3 separate regions of the Mus musculus genome follow, and all the other regions are linked to region 1. Evidence: chromatin contacts called from public Hi-C data. All regions are on one chromosome and are shown on one strand. The core of a region is the stretch at or near the end of the contact, and the rest is flanking DNA. Distances in the headings are between cores, read along the strand shown. Region 1 overlaps Lsamp (limbic system-associated membrane protein). Region 2 has its middle 270 kb from the start of Lsamp. Region 3 overlaps Lsamp (limbic system-associated membrane protein).

Region 1 (3,787 bases), core at 681-3,180:
TCTACTTTTGATTTATTCCTGCATATGGTGTGAGATGCGTTGTTCTGAATTCCTTTGTTTCCAGTGTGGATATTGAATTAATCCACTGGCATCTGCTGGACAGACTTCATTTCCTTAAAACATCTCAGTTTTCCTATACTTAAGTTGCTCATGTCAAGGAAAACAGTGGTTTGTGAAAGCTGAAGCTCCTGATTTGTTCATGCCAGCCATGACCACCCAACGCTGTGCTTATCATCTGCATTGTAGTAACTGCTGGTTTTCAGAAAGATGTAAAAACCATGCTCCCATGATCCAGAATCTATTGAGGATAGTTTTGCACTAGGTGAGGGCAGATATGGAGCCTCCTGTTTGTTATATACCGCTTTCAAAACTTTTACAAATAAAAATATGACAGTTTGTTTATTTATTTATTTATTTATTTATTTATTTATTTATTTATTTTTGCTATGTAATGAGACTAGGTATAAGTGTCATCTGTTCACAGTATGGAAGGAAAGTCAACAAAAGTTTAGAATTTCTAAGTAAAAAGAAGCTGATGTTTGTCATTTTCATAACAGGTACTCTCAGATATACATTACTCCTTTGCTCCATTTTTTAAACAGTTAACACAAGTGGGCAGATACTAAAAGCTATATCCCTTTCAAGTTGGATAACAATAATAATAGTCAATTTACCTCTGCCAGTGCAGATATCTCTAGTTTAGAGAAATATATTTCATCTCTACTAGTCTAAGTCCTAATTTATACATAAAGTTTTTATTAGTCTGTATTATTACTCTTCTGAATTTTATTTTATAAAGATGATTGCTTTATTTCCAAATTAGTCACTTTTGACTTCCTTTCCTTCTCACCTTGAATCATGGTATACTCTGCTCTACTCTTTTTTTTTTTTTTCCTATTGAGTTCTGAGTACTATACTTTAAACATAAAAACAAGAGCACTCTGAATTTTTCTCTTTGTAGAATTGAAATTTAAGTAATTTTAAACTAAGACTTAAAATAATCTGTTCAACCGACCCCAGATTATATAGAAACACATTAAATTATTTAGTTACTGTTACTTCTAATAAATATAAAATTGGCTTATTGAAAAAATATTTGTGGAATTCTAAAAGATATAAGCTGTTTTGTTCCTGTAATAGGAAAAAAGTTTTGTGATCTACATACAAAGATTCTTGAGAGAGAATATGGTTGGCTTTGTATAAAAGTTGAAAGAACAGATAATCCAGACAATAGGGCTTTATTTTTGGCATTTTCTCACCATCAGATGCAAAACTTAAACAAGAAGGCATGGGATACATTTTGGAGAACATCCTGAGTTACCTAATAAGACTAAGAGAGAAAAGGAAACATTTCAAGGAAAATAGTTATAAGTATTTTAAGTCTTCAGCAATGTAGCAAGAATTTGTTCACAGTTGTTACAAGGAAAGACAGGTGTTGAGGAGGAAGAGTTATAGAAATGTACGTGTGTGTGTGTGTGTGTGTGTGTGTGTGTGTGTGTGTGTGTGTGTGGTAAATTCAGGGAAGAAGAGGTGAGTGGTCTGGATAATATAGCATGCACTTGAATGTACACGTGTGTGTATGTGCGTGTGTGTGTGTGTGTGTGTGTGTGTGTGTGTGTGTGTGTGCCCCTTCCAGTTGAAATTTAACAGAACCTGAGGATTAGCACTTAGAGGCACAGTGGAAACTTTTTTTTTTTTTTTTTTTTTTTACTAATGAGATCTCACAGAAACACAGGAGAGTTGTGCTGTCCACTGTCACCATTTATTTACCATAATCAAGACTGACCAGAGAAACAGAGAGAGCCGTGTCCTTTAAGGAGTAAGAAACCAAGCCAGTCAATCTGAGGAAGTGGGCCAGGATGGAAGCCAAATGCTCTTTCTCATCCTCTTGTCCTATTTCTGGTTTGCTTTTTCTTGTCAGCATTTTCTCCAGCGGATCGATCTCTCTTCGGCTAGTGCCAATGATTTTTAAGCAAAGAGAGAAACTTACTCTTTGCAGGTGAAAGATAATCAAATTGAATATTACACAGCCCCTGAAGTGGAGGCAGCTGATAACAAGAGCCAAACTCAATATCCTGACAGATGTTGTCTTGGATTGATTAATCTCTCTGCTCACTCTGGTTAGCCACTCTCCAGCATAGACAACCCAAGTCCTTGGCCCCATCCCAAATGGCTTTCTGCATGGCTGAGGCTGGCCCAAGGGAGCAGCTCTCTTAAATGTGCAATACAATCCCTTCCTTCTGATGAGGAGGAAATTAAAACACAGCTTGCTACTTCTACTTTAAAATCTGCTGTACTAGAGAGCTATATTCTGGGCTTAGTTTATGATGCTTGGAATAAAGATGTCTTTCCTCTGAGTTTTGTTTTTTGTTTTGTTTTGTTTTTGATTGAGCCAACCCAACACACAGCACACCTCTTGAGCCACAAGAAATAAGAGATACACTTTTTTGTGATGAGAAGATATGAGGTTAGAACAAATATTAAAAATCCTAAAATTGAAAAGAGAAAACAAGTGTGTGAGGTATACGAGGGAAGGGGAAAAGATTCTTGGCCTTCTTCCTCATCTTCTCTCCCTTCCTCAATCACTGCTTTTCTTTCATCTATATTCATTCTTTCTCTCTTTTGTCTTGTCAGTGAGGCTATAAAGAAGGCAAATGGAAGGTCCATGCCCCCAGATTCTGACCTTCTCTTTTGTGGAGTACCTAGGGTGTGATAAATCTCAAAATAGCTATGGAATATTCCCCACCACAGATGGAGCAGGAAGTTTCATGTGAAGAATTAGTTAGGTCTTGACCCTTAAAGGATGGTTAAGTAGTCACCAAAGGGGCAATGAGAAGAACATGCTTAAGAGAGGTGACCAGTTGGTATGAGCTAAAGGAAATACAACTCAGCATAACCTTCCTTGAAAAGTTTGGTCCCTTACTAACACAATGGATTTCAGAACCCTATTTTACTTCTGGGCCTCACTGCCATTCCAACTATATACTATTAAAAACTGGTGATCTCATCTTGGTTACTCTAACCCTTAACTGTTACCTCCTTGATATTCTACATTTAGCATTGGTATGTATACCAATGAATATAAATTCGACACTCTCTGTTTTCAATCTTGAAACAGAGTGCCTGTAGGGGAGGGAGGACTTGAACCTAGCTCACCTGGCCACACAGAGATGCTCATGTGTTGTTTTGTTTACTTTATGTGGATGGTGTTTTGCTTCCATGTCTGTGTGCTATGTGAGTACCTAGTTCCCAAGCAGGCCAAAAGAAGGGGTCAGTTTCACTGGAACTGGAGTTCTAGATAGTCCGGAGCTGCCAGATGTGATGACTAGAAAATGATCCATGGTCCTTCAAAAGAGCAGCAAGTGCTCTTAACTGCTAAGCCATCTCTCCAGCCCCTCAATTAGTGTTTGTAGAATCATACACTTCAGTAATGCAAATTGAAGATAAATGGCTCACAACCATTTCCCATAATCCCTCAGTTTCAAAGGATAAACTTTAAATCTATGGAAGTACCCTTAAGAATTACAACTCTCCTTTGAATTGATGTATGATTTCTATGTCAGAGTTGCAAGAATGCACAGGGAAATCTTTGCGAATGTCATTGCCGTCAGGGAAATCTCTGAGCAGAGTAAACATTTTACTTTAAAATTTGTAAAACTTACAGAATACATTTGCACCAGCCCTGTTCCTTTCACCCCAGTCCCCAACTATGTCACCTGTCTTGCCCCTGGCAACTTCACCCAGAATCCTTTGCCCAAAGCCCTGTTGACATATCCCAGAGTTCTTT
Region 2 (3,787 bases), core at 835-3,334, 300 kb before region 1:
TCCTAATAGTGGGAGTGAGCATGTGTCTGACTCCTTTACCTGCCCTTGGGATGCTTTTTCTTCTATGGGATTACCCTGGATATAAGGGTTTTTACCTAGTCTTGTTGTATCTTGTGCTTTCTTCAATTGGTATCCTTGAGAGGTGTGCACATTTCTGAAGGGAAATGCAGGCATAGTGGATCTGGGAGAAGGGGTTAGTAAGGGGGACTTTGAGGAGTGGAGGGAGGGAGGGAAAGCTTTATTTAGAATGTATTGTACGAGAGACTAGATTTTGAGAAGAAGATAAAATAGAAACATTGACACGACAATTGCATAACACAATATTTGCTTCATCTCTCTTGTGGAGGAGTTCTCAACACTGTAAAAATACAACTAATAACAAAGAAGTGCCACCAAAGTGCATTCACAGGACTATAGGGAGAAAAGCTGGGGAAAGGAGCATGGGCTTGGTCACAGCTGTCCAGACCAAAGCAGATGCATCTTCTCAGAAATGAATGAGTGATGAATGAGGCATGAACGGTAATCGAGCCTGTGCTTACTGGGCAATTGTACTGGCTAGTTTTGTGTCAACTTGACACAGCTGGGGTTATCACAGAGAAAGGAGCTTCAGTTGAGGAAATGCCTCCATGAGATCCAACTCTAAGGCATTTTCTCAATTAGTGATCAAGGGGGAAAGGCCCCTTGTGGGTGGGACCATCTCTGGGCTGGTAGTCTTGAGTTCTATAAGAGAGCAGGCTGAGCAAGCCAGGTGAGGCAAGCCAGTAAAGAACATCCCTCCATGTCCTCTGCATCAGCTCCTGCTTCCTGACCTGCTTGAGTTCCAGTCCTGACTTCCTTGGTGATGAACAGCAGTATGGAAGTGTAAGCCGGATAAACCCTTTCCTCCCCAACTTGCTTCTTGGTCATGATGTTTGTGCAGGAATAGAAACCCTGACTAAGACAGCAATCATTAGAAATAGGAGTGCCAAAGCATAGGGACAGAGGAAGAGGAGCACTTGCTGTTCTCCAGATGTCCTGCAGGGGTGGAAAAGTTCAACCAACAATGTCTTCATAGTCAGTGTTTAGCCTATCTTGCAATCCAGTGCTTGGTTACAAAACATGCTGTACACATACTTATTAATTTGGGGAGGATGCTTTAATTAAGATATTCAAGTTTTCCTGCTTTAAATATTGAACGTCTCACATTTCTAGCTGAATGTCAATGGTGACCTGTTCACTAAAGAAGGTCAGAGACAAAGACAAAATTGATCATTTATTCACTACCTAGAGAATTTCTATTGTGCCAGAAATAATTATGTGTCATTCACAGATATTTTGTATGTTCATTTCGACGAGTCTAGAAAATCTTCTCGTTCCATCTAAAATCAAGAATCCAAAAATTCTGAGAAGTTAACTTTAAAGTAGTACACATTGGAAAATCATTCTTTTACTTCAGTAACTGGAGAAGTATGTTGTAAATGTGAGTCGGGGCGACATGAAAATATAGCCTGAACTTTTATTTTACCTGATGCAAAAGCTCCTTCACATCAGCAGTAGGCACATAAAAAATAGATGATAGATGTCACAGCTCTTATTTTTTAATGTATACAGATGTTGTGCCTGGATGTATGTTTATGTATCATGTGCACGCTGTAACTTGCAGGGGACAAGAGAGGATGTCAGATTCCCTGGGACTGGAATTACAGATAGTTGTGAACTTCCATTTAAATCCTAGGAGTCAAACCTGGGACCTCAGAAAGAACAGCAAAAACTGTAAACTGCTGAGCCAAAGCCCCTGTCATTCTTAGCAGATCCCTGCAAGTGTGTGAATAGCAGGATGTGAATGGCTGTGTGTGCTTGGTTGTTTATGTGGGTTTTGCCTATGACACAGCGTCAGCTTGACTGTATGCATATGTGTGTGACACGCTGAATGTGTGACTGTATATTAATCAGATATTATCCCTTGCACTTATTTCATTAGCCATAGTCAAACATTAGTCACAAGGCATTGGCAACCCAAATTGGGTTAGAACTCACACCTGCTGCAAGAAAACATTCGACCAGTAGAGGGAGCCTCCATCTCATGATTGAAGATGCCTTTGAAGGGAGGTTTGAAAATCTGAGAAGTGTGGTGCATAGAGAAATAACTGCTCTTGTGTTGCTTTCTCTGCTTACATGCAAGGAGGGATGCATGGAATTAGTTGCCCGTCACTTAAATTATAGGTATTACAATCCTGTGGAGTATTAGATATCACCTTTGATCCACTGCATTACTGTCCCGTGGAGTATTAGATATTTCCTCTGATTCACTGTATTACAGCCCTGTGGAGCATCTGATTCTCTGTTATTTTCAAAGGCCAGGCACGGCCATTGTTGTCCTGGATATTATTGGAGTGTTTTATTCCACAGACAGTGCTGCCGCACCTCCCGGCCCCACTAATACAGTAACAAATGGAACCCGCTAACCATCACTCGGGTTCCTCCTCCCCTTTTCTTATATCATCAGACTTCTGAAGATGGGGTGGGGGCAGGGAGATCAGAGTAGGGGATGAAAGGAACTAGCCCGCATGCGTGCTTCCATAGTTACATCTTCATTCTGCAAAAATTTGACATATCAAAGAAATATCTGAAGGTCGCATCGAAGCAATTTTTAATTTTTAGGTAACATCAAACAAGTTCTCTGATAATTAGATAGGGACGTGTGCTCACTACTCTCGACAGCATATTTTTAGTTTCTCTTTATCTATAGGTTCATTTTTATTGGTTCTCCATTCAAGTGATATATTTATTGTATTCTAAAGAATTTCATAGAATGTATCTCTCTCACATTCACCCCCAATTCCTTCAAGATCAGTCCTTGTGTCTTTACCTATCCAACTTCCTATCATTATTTCACCCCAATGGAGTACTGTGCTGCCCAAATACTCTTGGGTATGAATGACCCCCTGGAGCATGAGCAACCCATCAGGGTTCACACCTTAAGAAAATCTGATCTTCCCTTTCCCATAGCTGTCATCTCATTGTAGTCAATTAGGAGTAGGACTTTATGCTTACCTCTTCTCTTTATTATGGAAGTTGGTCTGCACTGTGCTTATGTAAGCCTTTTACCTAGCCCTTGCAGTCTTTCTGTTCTTCTGCCAAGGTGGTGCCTAAGCCCTGGAAGAAGCATGAACTAGTGACACCCTTTATTATGCTGACCTCCATGTTGACCAGAGATGTATTTCTGTGCTACTCAGTATCTACTGTAAAATAGACTGTTTAGACACTTGTTTGTTTTCCAAGGAAAGAAATAAAGGGTGTGGATTCAATGGGAGGGGGGATATAGGAGGGATTTAGGAGAAGTAGATAAAGGGAAAACCATAATCAGAATATATTGGATAAGAAAAAAAGGCTATTTTCAATAAAAGAAAATTGGAAAAATGAATCTACATGGATGATGGTGAGGAGATGCAATAACCTATGTCCCGATAGTGATGTCACTAGGAGTGAGATTAATACTATGCCTATAATGTTCTCTCTTGGACCTATAGCCCATCTAGGCACAGGTTCTTGGCCCTGATAATGGTGCAAGGTATAACTTCTCTCTTTTGTAGCAAACTTTAAATCCAATTAGAAAATATTTGCCATAATCTTACATAAGCTATTTCTGTGTTATAATATCCCATTTCCTCTTGTTTTATATTTTTCTCTCCATTCTTTACCCTCCATTTTCTTCTCTTCCATTTCTATTTCTTTCTGGTCTAAGGCATCTATTATTTCTTGTCTTCTTTTTCTCACTGGTTCATATTCTCTCAGAGCATCCTTTATC
Region 3 (3,787 bases), core at 358-2,857, 280 kb after region 1:
GCTTTTATAACTAACTAATTAAAGACTTAGATTTTTTGATAATTCTCGTATCAGTATCTATCACCATACTGCTTTCTAACAAAAGAATATCCTCAGTATATTTGAGTTGATTACATTGAATCTATAAATAAATATATTGATAACAATTCCCCACTCCTCCCAAAAATAGAAAAAAAAACTACCTGGAGAGAGAGAGAGAGAGAGAGAGAGAGAGAGAGAGAGAGAGAGAGAGAGAGAGTGAGTTTGGAGGAGCACAGTTATCAGAAACTGAATGATTATCAGCTACCACTAGAATCAAGAGGAGCCAGGGAGGAAAGGTTCTTCCTTAAGACCTTCAGAGCCTCGTCAATAACTTTAACCTTCAATTTCTGTCTTCAAAATCCCTGGAGAAAATTCTGTTGATTAGATGACCGAGTCTGTGGTCATTTGTTATAAATGTCCACAAGAAACTAATGAGCTACTAAGTCTGAGTCTTGATCACAAAACCGTAATCATATTTCAAATGGAATCTTCTGATCCGTTTTCTATGAAGAAAGAGACATATGGAGAACATCCACTGTCAAAAGCATGTAGGTGAACAAGCAGAGATTACCCACATACAATTGTTGAATGTTGTCAAGAAAGGGAAATAAATGCGAAGGACAATATTTAAGCACCCTTTGGAACTGCATGGGGCATAGAGTTAACAGAACCAATGATCTAAAGAAATTGTGCTTTGAAAGAGCCATAACCTTTGATTTATGACATTTTCAATACTCAAAAGTGGTAAGTTTAGTTCAACAATGGCAGCCAAACCCAGGGTCTTTGCAGTATTAGCGTTCTAACACTTTGTTATTGTACTTGAAAGTACACTCTTACCTTCTAAGAAGACTTTATACTATTCTGCTACAGCCAAAGAGAAGGGAAGGAAACACTCTAAGGTCTGGCTGAACCAGAGACTGTAAATTGTTCTTCACATGCCTCATTCTCTTACCAAAGCTTCATGTCTAGAGGTAGAAAATATATTGATCTATTAGGAGTATGAAAGAAATGGGTAGTTTTGAAATTGTTCTCCCTCCATGTCATTAGTGGGATTCTTGCCACCATGTAACCCCACAAATCAGCACCCAAATTCAATGCCAAACTTTCTCAAAAACCGTAACTCATTAAGCTTTAGTGCTCCTGAAGATAAGGACCTTGCTTGTGTAAGGCCATCAAACACCAATATTGACTCTGTAGGACATTTTTAAGGCTATTTATATCACAATAAAGGCACTTTATTAGTCTCATCAATCAAGGGAGTCCAAATTTCACCCTGAGATCAGTCTGCCTGAGCCTGTGGACCAGGGAAGGATGAGAAATTATAGGATGCATTATCTTCAATCTCATTTGAAACTTCCTAAATGAAACACCAGACAGGCACAGTTTATTGCTTATAAAATAAATGAAGGAGGTACTGCTAATGTAATAATGAAAGACTGGGCTTCTGGTTGTTTTTCCGCTCTTGACAGAGAGTTGGTGGTCAGCCAGCACAGTGATTACTGGTTTCCATAGTTAAAGACACAATACATCTGTCATTTGACCAAGATGAATGTAGTGGCCATTCAGGAGGACTGCACCCAGCTTGTAGCAGAGACCCAGGCTGCTGGTTTCTGTAATCTGTGACTTGGCATGTGATCCCATCATTCTCTGGGTCAGGGAAATACCATTCCACAGTCATTAAACAGTTCAACTCCAAGTCAGACCAAGTTAGGTTCAAATTCCACCTGACTTCTCTGAGCCAAGATCTCATCTGAACAACAGAAGATCACCATCTTCACATGGATTTGAATAATTAGCACAGATAATGCCTTATATATAGTACTCAGTGACTGCTTTCTTAAGGATATCAGTGTTAATGCATTTTACCTTTAGTCACATGTCCATGGACAGCTGATATCAGAAGTTAAGCAGATGGGGAAGCCTGTCAGATTAAGGACATCGATTGTAGCATCCATCAGACTGGAATCTTCCCCTCAGCTAAAAGATGAGTTGTTCAGTAATGAATTTAGTTTCTCTGAGTTTTAGTTCCTTAAGCTATAAACAGTTATTAACATAAAAATGGCACCCCCTAAAAGTTGTTATATAGACCAAATGGAAAATTCACAGTGGTAATGTATATGCTAAATGTTCTCCATATGGCTATAGTGCCTCATAACAATTAACAGTATATCAGCAGCACTCTTAAACAGTTATTGAGAAGTCAGTGGATTTTTAGCAATAAATGTTAATGAGTGTGTCCAAAAAATTATAAATTTTATACAGTTTATACATTAACTCAGAAAAATGTCTGTTGAGTGCCTCCTATGGGGTTTCCTGTTCAATCACCTTAGGAACAAGATGAGGAAGATGAACCTGTCCTGTGCTTACTAGTGATAAAAGAATTAAAATAGGGCAGTATCAGAGTGATTATTGATAAACAAGTGTCTGATGTAGTTTGAACTAAGAAAGACCAAGCAATGCAAATATAAAGAAGGTGGTTGGCAAACTTTTAAGCAAAGGGCTATGCCAAAGCTGACAGGGAGAGAGAGAGAGAGTGAGAGAGAGAGAGAGAGAGAGAGAGAGAGAGAGAGAGAGAGAGAGAGAGAGACCATAAAATGATCAGGGTGTTACATCTGGGAGCTGATGGGGAAGGAGTGGATTGACATAATCTGATGTATGAGAGTCAGTCAGAGACAAGACCATATAAGGATAATGGTAAGAACTGCAATTCCACACAAAACATATAGCATAGTCACTGGATACTATTCATAGCTGGTAGGTATGGGTTATTATAGCCTGATTTTCCTTTATCAAACAATGAATCTGACCTTTGGACAGGAAGAGCTAGTTATAGATTATAGTGAATTACAGAAACGCATACCAAGGCAAGGGAGATGACAACACTGAATGAGGGTGGGATATATTCTGAAATATATTATCCTGATGAGTTTTCAAAAATAGTCTACTAAAAAAAAAAAAAACCAAGACTATCTTGAAAGAGTTCAATCAAGAAAATTTTACCTTCAAGTTTTGGGAGGCAACCAAAAGCAATGGAAATAGTTTATATTATTTGGGTAGTCTTGGACTCATGTGATCAACAACTCAAAGGGTGATTTTTTTCATGTCTGGCAATTTCGATTTTGTTAAATAATCTATGGCTGTTGGAGTGAACACTGTTAGCCATGTATTGTAAATCTATTTTAACAGTGCATATCTATCTAACTTCTCATGTATACACATGCCTGTTGTAGATAACCCTGGGGCTAATTATATTTGATGTTAATTCCATTCTCCTGTGAGTGGTTGCGAACACTGAGTCAGCACTCAGGTGATTTCCTGTAAACCTGCTTCCCACCTTAATTTGTAAAATAAGGAGAGCTGATGATTGGGCAGATAAAAGGGAAGGTGGATCAGAAGGTAGGGAGAGAGAAGGAGGAGAAAATGGAAGAGGGAGATGAAGAAAAGCAGAGCAGGAGCACATGGCCTGGAGAAATCACAAGTTCTAAGGGGTCTCATAAACTGTGGAAGATGGTAGTGTAGCAGTAGATCTGCCCAATCTAGGCACACAGCTTGTAATCATATTAACTGTTGTGTTTTCATTGTTGGGGCATATTCAGGAGGAGATTTACCACAACACATGCCTGTATTTTTGAGTAAGCTTACGAAATAATATGTTTGTCTAAGGTGTTTTTTTTTTTTTCCTAAAGATATCCTTAGTGATTTTTCTCTCCTTTTTCTTCCATCTTGCTTTGTGTTATTGTCCCCTGGGGTGATAATACTTATCTGG

The links. Hi-C and Micro-C count contacts between places; a contact is called where the count stands out from the background.
Region 2: a contact with region 1 is called in a Hi-C map of the N1E-115 cell line, with 6 times the contacts expected there. The contact joins two enhancer-like sites. A contact is called at or near these places in 14 of 484 Hi-C or Micro-C datasets (the N1E-115 cell line, Sertoli cells, cumulus cells and 8 more).
Region 3: a Hi-C map of the N1E-115 cell line shows a contact between it and region 1, with 2.8 times the contacts expected there. The contact joins two enhancer-like sites. A contact is called at or near these places in 1 of 484 Hi-C or Micro-C datasets (the N1E-115 cell line) and 3 of 115 datasets of contacts at active chromatin or transcription factors (embryonic basal ganglia, embryonic stem cells and oligodendrocyte precursor cells).

The regions. Positions count from the first base shown.
Region 1 is chr16:41,555,146-41,558,932 of GRCm38.p6, forward strand. All of the region lies in intron 1 of Lsamp (limbic system-associated membrane protein), which reads left to right. Among named protein-coding and RNA genes, the nearest start is that of Lsamp, 24 kb to the left of the region's middle. Within about 2 kb of position 1,931, at least 3 of the 459 cell types and tissues checked have an H3K27ac peak or open chromatin away from gene starts, as enhancers often do. A contact at or near this core is called in the N1E-115 cell line, where this site is marked.
Region 2 is chr16:41,256,462-41,260,248 of GRCm38.p6, forward strand. It overlaps a transcript of Lsamp not described here. Among named protein-coding and RNA genes, the nearest start is that of Lsamp, 270 kb to the right of the region's middle. Within about 2 kb of position 2,085, at least 6 of the 459 cell types and tissues checked have an H3K27ac peak or open chromatin away from gene starts, as enhancers often do. A contact at or near this core is called in the N1E-115 cell line, where this site is marked.
Region 3 is chr16:41,838,669-41,842,455 of GRCm38.p6, forward strand. The region is part of intron 1 of Lsamp (limbic system-associated membrane protein); the gene reads left to right. Gm46551 (a long non-coding RNA gene) reads right to left here. Exons shown (of 2, transcript XR_001781926.2): 1 at 1-3,787. Among named protein-coding and RNA genes, the nearest start is that of Gm46551, 10 kb to the right of the region's middle. Within about 2 kb of position 1,608, at least 4 of the 459 cell types and tissues checked have an H3K27ac peak or open chromatin away from gene starts, as enhancers often do. A contact at or near this core is called in the N1E-115 cell line, where this site is marked.